2 separate regions of the Anas platyrhynchos genome follow, and region 2 is linked to region 1. A link is a contact called in public Hi-C data. All regions are on one chromosome and are shown on one strand. Each heading gives the region's core, a stretch centred on a gene start, on an enhancer-like site or on the middle of the called end of the contact. The rest is flanking DNA. Distances are from core to core; before and after follow the strand shown. Region 1 holds the start of EXOC3L4 (exocyst complex component 3 like 4). Region 2 has its middle 16 kb from the start of LBHD2.

Region 1 (5,605 bases), core at 2,309-4,808:
TTTTAGCAGGGTAACATTTCCTGTAACACCTCCTCCGTGACCCTTTGGGAACAGACTGGCACAGCTTATGGCATGGGCTCAGATCCAGCCCACCAGCCTCGCAGTGTATCAGAGCAAAGCAATAAATAACTCCATGGCACTGCAGAGCACGCTATAGCAGTGAGACAGCTTCAGTCCTTCTTGCTGATACCCATGGCATCCGATGCAGTGGGACAAGAATTTATTTCTAGAAATTTAAGCTGAGGAAAGGTCAAACTGCGTTGACCCACCTCAGTCCATCTCCTGGAAATGCTGTTGTATTTCTGCCTTGGAAATGTGGAAGAGAACAGTGCAAAAGATAAAAGTCATTGCAGTCTATCCACACTTGGGGAATTAAAATTTGACCAAGACCTCTCTACATAATGCTGACAAAATGTGTAAGAGAAACCAGCCTGGGGAAAACAAACCAAGCACATACTTGCAGCACCACAGTTGTGAGAATAGATGGGAAGTCAGCATAAGGGAGCAAAAACCTCTGTGGAAGTCCCCTTGCAAGGCTGTAAGATTGAGAACCAAGGTGGAGGTGCCAGCCCAGACCATATCCAAACCACCTTTTTCCCCACCACGGAGGAAGGAGCCTTTCCTCCCAGCCCCAAATGGACTAACCAACAATAACACTTGTTTCTGAAGCGCTGTGCATTCAGTGAGAGTGAAAAAACTGGGGTCTGTGAATGTGGCTGACTCACTGCATTTCTCATGGCCAGCCACATGTGCCTCTCATCCAAATATTTTATTTTAGGACTTTACTTAATGGGACTATTTATCAAAGCCTTGCAGAAACCAATCGAGTGCAGGCTGGGGATCATCAGTCTGAGAGCTGCCGAGCAGAAATTATCCGAAAGTGCAACGCAGGCAACAGTGTAGGAAGAGCCCACACTGTGCTTGTAGATGCTGTCAGACAAGCAGTTCCCAAACCGTGCTCGGCAGATTGGTGACTGATATGTGTGGTGTGTGCTATGGCCACTGACACGTGAACCACCGGGTTGGTGCACTGATCCTACAAAGGTGGTTGATAAGGTTATCACAGCACAGTGCAGGCTCCCAAGGCTTGCAAAGTCTAAGTTGCTTGAATCACAGAATCACAGAATCACAGAATTTCTAGGTTGGAAGAGACCTCAAGATCATCGAGTCCAACCTCTGACCTAACGCTAACAGTCCCCACTAAACCATATCCCTAAGCTCTACAAGGGTTACATATATTTTGCTTCTTACCTGAAAGAGGTTTTCCTTCAATGGGCTCCGTTTCTATTGTCTCAACAACCTCCTCCAAATCATTAGGGACTGTAGTTTTGTTCTCTTCATAGCTCTTGGAGGACAGAAAAGAAAGTCTTTTTTTCCTCAAAGTGCCAGTGCCTTCCTGTTCTTTCTCTTTCTTCAGGCTTCGCTTGGATTTCCGGATGCTTAGCATTGTTTTAAGACCTCTTTCAAGGAGTCCTATGTTCTCGCCATGCAAAGTCGGGCTGCCCAGTTCTGGAGCGACCTCCATCTCCTTCCCTTCACTCTTTGTTGGAGAGGCTGGTTCTGAGGCTGCTGTTGTTGGACTCAGTTTCAGTTTTATACTCATCTTGTCTTTCAACAACAGGATTTCCAAAAAGGTCGACAGTAGTCACTGAAATAAACAAAACCACAGGGTGAGATGAGAGGATCCTAGCAGCCTTGGGGTGTTTCCAAAGCCGGTCCTGGACTGGAAAATCTGGTCCGTACCTAATCCAAGGACAGAGAAAGTGGTTCTAGCCTGTCACCACCAAAACAGCCTTTCTACCTACATGGTGCACGTGCTGGTCTGCACGTAGCCCTGCAAGGCTCCAGCTAACTCCTTAGATGAGGCACGTGGCAGCTCTTCCTCCAGCACCAAACAATCACTGAATGCCAAGGATGAAATCTGCCGGGCACACCATTTCAGCTGGTAACAAGGCATGTTCTCACTTCCCTTTTTCCAGGTGGATTTCCAGCCCTGCAGGCTGTGTCTCAGTAGGGTAATTCCCACTTTCTGACATGGATGTGGCAAGTGTGGGCCGTGCCACTGGCCCTGCCCTGCTGGAGCCCCAGGTGGCTGCTGCTGGGGGTGCCCAGGGGAAGGGGGCTGAGCGGATCTCCCCTCTCTGCTCCTGCCCCTTCCATCCCAACCACCACAAGCTGGCCTCCCCAGATCGTCATGGTTACAGCACAGCAGGCTTTACGATGCCCTGAAGGTTCACATCACTCATCTGCCTCGTGTGGTGCTGAGGCTGGGTGTCTCAACCGAGCTCCTGCTCGAGCTGAGGGGGGTGATGTGGAGTGCTGTGCCTCCAGGAGCCCAGGGCATCCAGATCTCAGCAGAAACACCCCTGCCAGTGCTCCTGGGCAGCAGTGGCACCCCTGCAGTTGCTTGGCTCCCACCCTGCAGCACAGAGACCAGCTCCTCTCTGCCTGCTGAGGGCTGCCTGGGAAGGGGCAATGGGAGAGGCTGTGCCCTCCTTTCCATCCCTGTCTGCCACCAGGTCACCACCAGCACGGCCAGGCCACGGGGACGTTGTGCACTGCAGGTCTGAGGATGGTAAAAGCCACTTTCTCCCAGCGCAGACTCAGGCAATCAGTTTAAATCATTAGAAGCAGCTATTCTTTGAGGTCACCCTGGCCTGTCTCAGGTCTGTCAAGCTCGCAGGAGCCAGAGATTGAAATACGATTACAGAGAACAGACCTGCTGGGACTCTGAAAATACTTCTCAGCCCTCCCTGATCCTAGCCTGGCCAGATTTCCTCTCCCTCGTGCGCAATTATTGCCCAGGTTATGAGCTGCGAGGTCTGCATCTTCCCGCGGGTGGGCTGAGCTCCTGGCACAGCGGGGCTCGGACCCTGCCTTGATCCTTTTTCGGAGGAAATATTTGGTCAGGGGAAGGGAAGAAGAGAAGGAGGGGGTGTACCCCGTTCCCAGGGGCTTAGAGGGAAGGGAACTAAATTCCTGGCTCACACCCCGCATCGTGGTGGAAGGGGCAGGGAGACAAGGCAGCAGGACCTGGAGCAAACCCGTGGGCAGGGGAAGGGAAGGAAACACACCCCGGCACCGATCCTCTCCGCTGGGATAACCTGGATGTGGTCCACGGGACTGGCGAGCAGCTCTGTGCAGGGGTCGTGGGGCTGGCTGTCAGGGCGAGCTCATCTGCCTCCATCCGCCTGCGTGGCCGGGGGGCTCGCTGCGGGCACGGCGCCTCTCTCCATCGGGCTCTGTCCTCTGCAGAAGGGCTCCTGGCGGTGGGAGGGGGTCCCGGCCCCTCCTGCCCAGCACCTCTGTCAGCTTCACCTGCCTGCTTCCCAGGAGAGCCTTGGGCTTTCACTCTTTCACTTTCATTAGATGGGAATTTAAAAGAAAAGAAGGTAACAATCCTCCAGGGTTAATATTTAACCGAGGGGTGGGAATAGAGAGGCAGCCTCTGTGCTGAAGGTGAAACAGGGATTGAACGGGGTAGGGGGGAGCAGGAATCCTGCAGCCCCTGGTCCTGCCTTCAGCGGGGTGAAGCCCTGCGGGGTTTGGGTACAAGGGCTCAGAATCATAGAATCATAGAATCATAGAATATCCTGAGTTGGAAGGGACCCTTAAGGATCATCAAGTCCAACTCTTGACACCGCACAGGTCTACCCAAGTTCAGACCATGTGACTAAGTGCACAGTCCAATCTCTTCTTAAATTCAGTCAGGCTCGGTGCAGTGACCACTTCCCTGGGGAGCCTGTTCCAGTGTGCAACCACTCTCTCTGTGAAGAACCCTTTCCTGATGTCCAGCCTAAACTTCCCCTGCCTCAGCTTAACTCCATTCCCGCGGGTCCTGTCGCTGGTGTTAATGGAGAAAAGGTCTCCTGCCTCTCGACACCCCCTTACGAGGAAGTTGTAGACTGCGATGAGGTCTCCCCTCAGCCTCCTCTTCTCCAGGCTGAACAGGCCCAGTGCCCTCAGCCGTTCCTCGTACGTCTTCCCCTCCAGGCCTTTCACCATCTTCGTAGCCCTCCTCTGGACACTCTCCAACAGTTTCATGTCCTTTTTATACTGTGGTGCCCAGAACTGCACACAGTACTCGAGGTGAGGCCGCACCAGCGCAGAGTAGAGCGGGACAATCACCTCCCTCGACCTACTAGCGATGCCGTGCTTGATGCACCCCAGGACACGGTTGGCCCTCCTGGCTGCCAGGGCACACTGCCGGCTCATATTCAACTTGTTGTCTACCACGACCCCCAGATCCCTCTCTTCTAGGCTGCTCTCCAGCGTCTCATCGCCCAGTCTGTACGTGCAGCCAGGGTTTCCCCGTCCCAGGTGCAGGACCCGGCACTTGCTCTTATTGAACTTCATGCGGTTGGCGATCGCCCAGCTCTCCAACCTATCCAGATCCCTCTGCAAGGCCTTTCCACCCTCATTCGAGTCCACAACTCCTCCAAGTTTGGTGTCATCAGCAAACTTGCTCAAAATGCCTTCTATTCCTACATCCAGATCGTTTATAAAAATATTGAAAAGTACCGGCCCTAAAATGGAGCCTTGAGGGACCCCACTGGTGACCGCCCGCCAGCCTGACGCAGCCCCATTCACCATAACCCTTTGGGCCCTGCCCGTTAGCCAATTGCTCACCCATCGTATGATGTTTTTATTTAGCTGTATGCTGGACATTTTGTCCAGTAGGATCCTATGGGAAACCGTGTCAAAAGCCTTGCTGAAGTCCAAAAAAATCACATCAGCTGGTTTCCCTTGGTCCACCATACGGGTGATCTTATCATAAAAGGAAATCAGGTTAGTTAGGCAGGACCTACCCTTCACAAACCCATGCTGGCTGGGACCAATGACTGCTTTGTCCCCCAGGTGCGCCTCAATACGTTCGAGAACCATCTTCTCCATGATTTTACCAGGCACTGACGTGAGACTGACAGGCCTGTAATTGCTAGGGTCTTCTTTCTGACCCTTCTTGAAAATCGGCACAACATTTGCCAGCTTCCAGTCTACCGGGACCTCTCCAGACTCCCAGGATCGTTGAAAAATAATTGAGAGAGGTTCCGCGATGACGTCCGCCAGCTCCTTCAGCACCCGGGGATGAATCCCATCCGGACCCATGGACTTGTAGGGATCCAAGTGGAGTAGCAGATCCCGCACACGTTCAGGGTCGGTCGGGAGTTTGTCATCCCCACCGTCCCGGTCCTCCAGCTCGGGGCACCCTGGGTCCCGAAGCCCATCATCGGCATTGAAGACAGAGGCAAAGAAGGCGTTAAGCGTCTCTGCTTTGCCTATGTCATCGTCTGTGAGAAGACCTTCCCTGTCAAGGAGCGGCCCTATGTATTCTTTAGTTCTCCTTTTTCCATTCACATATCTAAAAAAACCCTTTTTATTTTCTCTCACAGACACAGCCAGCTTCAACTCAAGGTGTGCTTTAGCCACACGAATTTTCTTCCTACAGACACGAGCAGCATCCCTGTATTCTTTCCATGTCACCTGGCCCTCCTTCCAGTAGCGAAACACTCTCTGTTTCCGCCTGATCTCCATAAGAATGTTCCTGGTCAGCCACGACGGCCTCCTGCCCCGCCTGCCTGACTTGCGATATTTAGGAATCGCCTGA
Region 2 (5,605 bases), core at 2,318-4,817, 91 kb after region 1:
ATTTAAAGAGCTGTAATTAGGACTAACATGGCCTCGCTCCCAAGGTTCATTATTATACATGCACATGGCAGAAAAGTAAGTAATCATGACCTTTTTCCACTTGCTTTTTGCATGCATTTTTGAGCATTTTTCACACCTTAAGATGTTTCTGGATGACACCAGCCTCTTGAGAGTGGACAAGACAGTTGTCACAGCTTTCTGGGAGGCCAGGAGGAAGCCCGGAAAGGTTTCTGAAGCCAGTAAGAGGGAGATACTGGCTTTCACCCAGGCATCACTGCGCTTCTGGGGGCTGAAGCAAGGAGGCAGAGGTTTCCCAGCATAGTGGGGGCTCATATCCAAAGCCCAGTGGGGCTTGAGGAGCCTTAAGCTGCTAAGTACACCAGCTGTCCCATTGTCACACAGACAGAAACACCCTCCTCTTGGCTGGGTGACTCCAGCTCATCCTTGGCCTCGGGACCATGTATTTGTTACTAGTAGACCGAGCTGCTACAACTTTCCTCAAGGCACGCAATCTTGCAAGCTAAAAAAGCCCTAGTTGGTACAAAGCACAACATCCTCTTTGCTTAGCAACACGTTTCCATGAACACCTCATGCCACGATGCTTGCTGCTGCCTCATCGCCCATCAGTTGTGCCTGGTGGAAGGTCTCCAGCCTTGGACGGAGGTGGCAAAGCCTCAATCAGAGGGAGCACAAGGCTGCTCCCCCCTGCTACCACAGCCTGCAGCAGCAGCCACCTTCCTGTGATGCTGAAAGCAGTGGGACAGCTCGGGGGCACAGAGCCTGAGCCACCACGGCAGCTCTCGTGGGCTTTAGCTCTTTGAAGCACAATGGTGACTCCACCCTGGTGCCACCACCTCCAGGCAGGGAGAGCACAGGAGACCAGTAGCTGGAGGAGAGCTGCTGGTTTGCAGAGCTCTGAGCTGTCTTCCTCGGAGAAGAGGGTGGGTAAAGGGTCTGAGGGGCTTTTTCTGGATTGCCCATGGACAGACCCTGGTGCTGGGTGGGGGACAGACTCATAAATGCTCTCTGCAGCATCACGCAGGGGATGGTCCCAGCTGCTGGTGCAGCTCAGAGCCCAAGTCATGATCTGTGCCTGTCCCTTCCCACCACATCCATGGCTCAAGAGGAGAAGCCAGAACTACCAGCTCTCCGGCAAAAAACAGGCTTACCTGTTTTAAAAGCAAACATGATGGGGTTGGACAACATCAGCTGGAGCAAAGGAGAAGTTGTTATATCTGTGGAGCAGTTTTGCTGACATTTCTGAAGGCTTTCTGGTCATTGCACCAAATCTGAAGTACGAAGGAGAGGCAGGGCAAGGGAGGACTTGTCCCCAGAGAGCCTGGAAGCTTGCAAGCACACCTCTGCTGTGCAGGCCAGCAGCCCACACCCAGACATACAGCTTTGCAAATGCCCAAGGAACAAGAAAATACACATGCACAGGAAAAAGAAAAAAAAATCTTGTTTGCTGCCCTACTCTTCCCTGCAGCAAAATTAATTGGGTCTTACTCCTGCCGTCTGTAAGCCGGCAGTACTCCCACAGCACTGACTTTAATAGGAGTGCAGATTGCAGGATCAGGCCCACGGTGTCTTGGAAAAGATGAATAATAATCACTATGTGGAGAAATACTGCAGTTTGCAACTCAAAGAACACTTTAAATCTGCTTAGCAATTTGTAACGCCCACAGGAGCACACTGTGTAAAGCTGCAGTTATGAGACAAATCACTTCTCCATTAAGCGTGGCTCCGGAATGTGCCTGCTGCCAGCCCGCACGCCGAGCGCTGGAGGGCAGGGGGAGCAACGTGCGGGGCAGTGCGAGGGGCAGAGAGGTTTGCCAGACGTGGGTACAGCCGTGTAACCCAACAGCACCAGCTGCACCAGCTGCAGACCCCACCCGAGCTGAACTGGGCTGGAAAAGTGTCGGGATGCAGCAGGAGAGGAGCGCCGGGAGTCCAGGGTGGGGAGTGAGGAGTATTTTTGGTAGCGAATCTACTGGAGTTACACCTTGTAGCTGTCGTGGGAGGGCTGATTCTGGGGAGTGAGTGCGCCTTGCAAGTGAGAAAAGCCACAGCAAGGAGAGCCAAAATTAAAAGACGTAGCGCTGAGAAAAGCCAAGAGGAGGCAAAGCGAGGCTGACCCTGATGTCCATCCTCCAAAGCAGGTAAAGACCCTGGTGAAGAGTCCTGATCAGTGGGACTGAAGCCCGAACCCGTTTTCCCCAATGACCAGCTTGCATCTCAGAGGTCCTCTAAGATTTGGGGTGCAGGCTGCCCTTCTAACCTGTGGAAAGGGAGCAGAGCTGCCAATCCTGGGCCCAGCAAGCCTTACAGCTGAGCACCCAGAAGACAGTGAGCTGTCTTGAAGCATCTGCCAGAACCGTGCAACCACATTTAAGCCTGACAAGGCCGGTGAGGAGAGGCAGGCAGGCAGGGGAATTAGACAAAAAGGCCAGGGTTTGTGTGTAAGCCTTTATCTCGCTCCTGGGGAAGGTGTTCGGAAACCTTGAATGAGAAGAAAGGGTAGGAAGATAAACAGAGCCGACAGCTGAATCCCTTTAAGATTTTGAAATGATGATCAAAGGAAAATGCAAAGGAGGAACATGCCCTCAGAAAGTTGGAGGGGAAAGATCCACAGCTCAGTGTTGGGCAGCAGGTCTTAGAGGAGGCATTTCATCCTGCCTGGGGAGTCCAGCCTGTCCTGGCCCAGGAAAGCACATGCTGAGCTGTGGGAAGAGCATGGACAAGGCTGAGCAGAAATGCCACGTTTCTGGGGTTACAGGAGGTGCTACAGGCCATGAAAATTGCAGTTATGAGACAAATCACTTCTCCATTAAGCGTGGCTCTGGATGGTGACATGGGAACGGGTCACCTGCAAAGGCTGAGCAATCTGCACCCATACAGATTTTCACAGCTCAACTGGGAAAGGCCCTGGCTTAATTTTGGAGTTACTTATGCTCTGTATGGGGGGTTGGACCAGATGGCTTCCAGCAGTCCCTTCTAACCCAAATTGTTCCACGGTTCTGATCTGAAGTAATCTCCAGGTAATATTTTAAAGCTTTAAAATGGTTGCCTGCTGTACTGGAAACCCAGAGGCTCTGCAATACTCGTGCCTGGGGAGCTGGAAGGGAGCTTACAAGAAAACACAGGCCAACCACCAGCCCAGCAAAGCCTAAATGATTCCTAGAGTGACAAGTGATGCTGACAACTGAAGTGGAACTTCTCCAGTTTTCTTTCAGACTGGGCTCGAATGCATGTCTGTGCTTTTGTTGTGAACGTGAGGGGTTTTATTAGCAGCATTTGCACTGGGTACTTGTTCATCCCCACTTGCAAAGGAGCAAAAGAGCATCTCTACCTCCTGCAAGCAGTCGGATATTTCTATTTCACATCCCTTACCCTAAGACACGTTTTGGTGCTGGGTTTGGGTGGCACTGTGTTGATGGGAGCAGGAACATTTCGTACAGCCAAGGTCTCTGTGCCCTCACCCTGCCAGCCTCAGGAGACACTGCGTAGCTGTAACGTGTCTCAATCAGCCTGCTGGAAAAGTAAACCACAGTTCATGAACTCTGTAGCTCTGACTCAGGGCAGGAGACAGAGGCTTGAAAACAACAGGGAAAAGAAAAAACCTATCCCAAGGCACAGGTCAGTTTTCAGTGACTCCGATGGCAAAATATGCTTTCAAGATGTTCACGTCTGGCATGTCACGTTGTGGCCAGGATGCCTTATCGTGCAGCTGTCACTCACCCAGGACCGAATACAGCAAACTGATCACATTTGATCATTATTCCTTCAGCAGCACTTCAAGACTTCACTACAGGACGTGCACCCTACAGAGCTGGGTATTATGCACACAAAGTACACACCCCCTCCCTCGCCATCACAGTGAAATTTCCAGTCCATTTTCTCCCTCGACCCACATTTTTGTAGCAGGTGCTTTTAAATGAAAGGAGGAAAATGAGAAGCAGCTGCTTGATGGCTGCTGAAGGGTCTGGGATAGTAGCAGCAGCCTGGGCTGAGGAGGATTAATAGGCAGTGTGCACGTGAGGGGGTCAGAGGTGGCGAATAAATGCAGTTTATCAGAGAGTTACAGAAATAAAGGAATGAATCACATTGCTCTCATCACCATAGATGAGGTATAAATAGAGTTAATCAGCACTGAATGAAAGCATATTAACTCAAGGAGAATTATTCATGCACTGCAGGTGTTTTCCCAATCCCTGTCCATGCAAGTAATGAGTGAGAGCAGTAATTGGTGTCCAGCCCATCGCTAGCCAGCAGCTATTGCCCCTTCTGGACTGAATTAATCTTCCAAATTGCTGTGCTGCTTTACAACACATATTTCAACATAATGATCTTTTACTTATTATTATTTTTGGTAGCTAGTGAGTTATCGAGATTGATAGCATCCTTTGCAAGGAAAAATAAAGCACCCTAAGGGGAGCTGATAACTCATTGAACTCTTGAACCACCTCCAAGTCCCCTCTCTGGGACTTCAGCGTTATGATGTATTATTTATCCAGCCCTGGCTGTGCCTCTCGCAGCGTGCTAGGAAGCTTCGGGAGAGTAATAACAACGCGGGCCCTGTATGCTCTCCCTGAACGCTCGCAGAGAGAGCCTGCTACTCATTTGCCTTTCAATAAGGGCTGTATTTTTCCTTCGCAGCCACTTTTCCAAGCAGACACTTCCACGCGGCAGGTTACCCGTGCGGCCTCAAGGGCCTCCCTGCCTCTGCCCAGCTCAGCCTTCGGGTGCCACAAAAGCCTTCAGGTGCCACACAGGCCTCCTGGTGCCACAGTGGTCTCCCAGGGCTGCTGCCACTGACATCTCCCCGCACTTTAGGCCACCACCACAGCTCCCTCAGGGCAATGCCCAGACGCCTGGGTGCATCTCCCCCGGGTGCAGGCCTCGAGGTGCTGAGCTCAGTGGCACAGCGCTTGAGCAGACGGGGTGTGCTCGCCCTCCTCGCTAGCTCAGAGCCCAGCGGGTCACCCAAAGCACCCAAATGAGGCAGATGTGCATGATTAACCCCCTGGGGGCCAAGCCCATCAGGGTGCGGGATGGGTGCGAGGTGCCCAGGTCCCCCTGCGGAGCCCCTCAGGCGCCGGGGCGCGGCGGAGGCAGCGGCCTCGTTTCCTTTACTCCTGGCTCCCTCTCGTGGGCCTCCCCCAAAAGCACAGCTTCCTCGGCTGCTGCCCTGAGCCCCACGGCCCCAGGGATGCCCACAGCCTCTCCTGGCTGCCCACAGGGTGTGGGTAATGAGTGGGAGTGCTGTTGGTGCCCGGCCGCAAATCCTTGATGCTGCAAGGTCAAGCACGGCAGCTTGAGCTTCCAGGCTGCACGGCTGTGCTCCTGCCCCCAGCTGAGGGTAGCCGCTCAATTAATGCCCTTGCTTTCACACCCCACCATCTGGTATGGGGACAGATGTGCTTTTTCCCAAGGAAAAAGGTCATCCATAATTGTCACTTCTCTGCCCTTCCCCGCACGCCCTCATCCGAAAGTCTGCAGCACCGGTGTCCCTGGCAGGGTCACTGCGCTTCCATTTCCATTGCTGCCCAGCGAGGCTGTGGGGTCTCCTGCTCTGGAGATGTTCACAACCCACCTGGATGCCATC

The links. A called contact is a pair of places that touch in the nucleus more often than the background predicts.
Region 2: a contact with region 1 is called in a Hi-C map of skeletal muscle, with 1.8 times the contacts expected there. The contact joins the enhancer-like site here to the promoter of EXOC3L4 in region 1. A contact is called at or near these places in 2 of 8 Hi-C or Micro-C datasets (skeletal muscle and subcutaneous adipose tissue).

Annotation. Positions count from the first base shown.
Region 1 is chr5:10,915,211-10,920,815 of IASCAAS_PekinDuck_T2T, forward strand. EXOC3L4 (exocyst complex component 3 like 4) reads right to left here and starts at 3,559. Exons shown (of 12, transcript XM_038179851.2): 1 at 3,075-3,559; 2 at 1,252-1,648. The coding sequence starts at 1,603.
Region 2 is chr5:11,006,569-11,012,173 of IASCAAS_PekinDuck_T2T, forward strand. No RefSeq gene overlaps it. Among named protein-coding and RNA genes, the nearest start is that of LBHD2, 16 kb to the left of the region's middle. Within about 2 kb of position 3,568, at least 2 of the 8 cell types and tissues checked have an H3K27ac peak or open chromatin away from gene starts, as enhancers often do.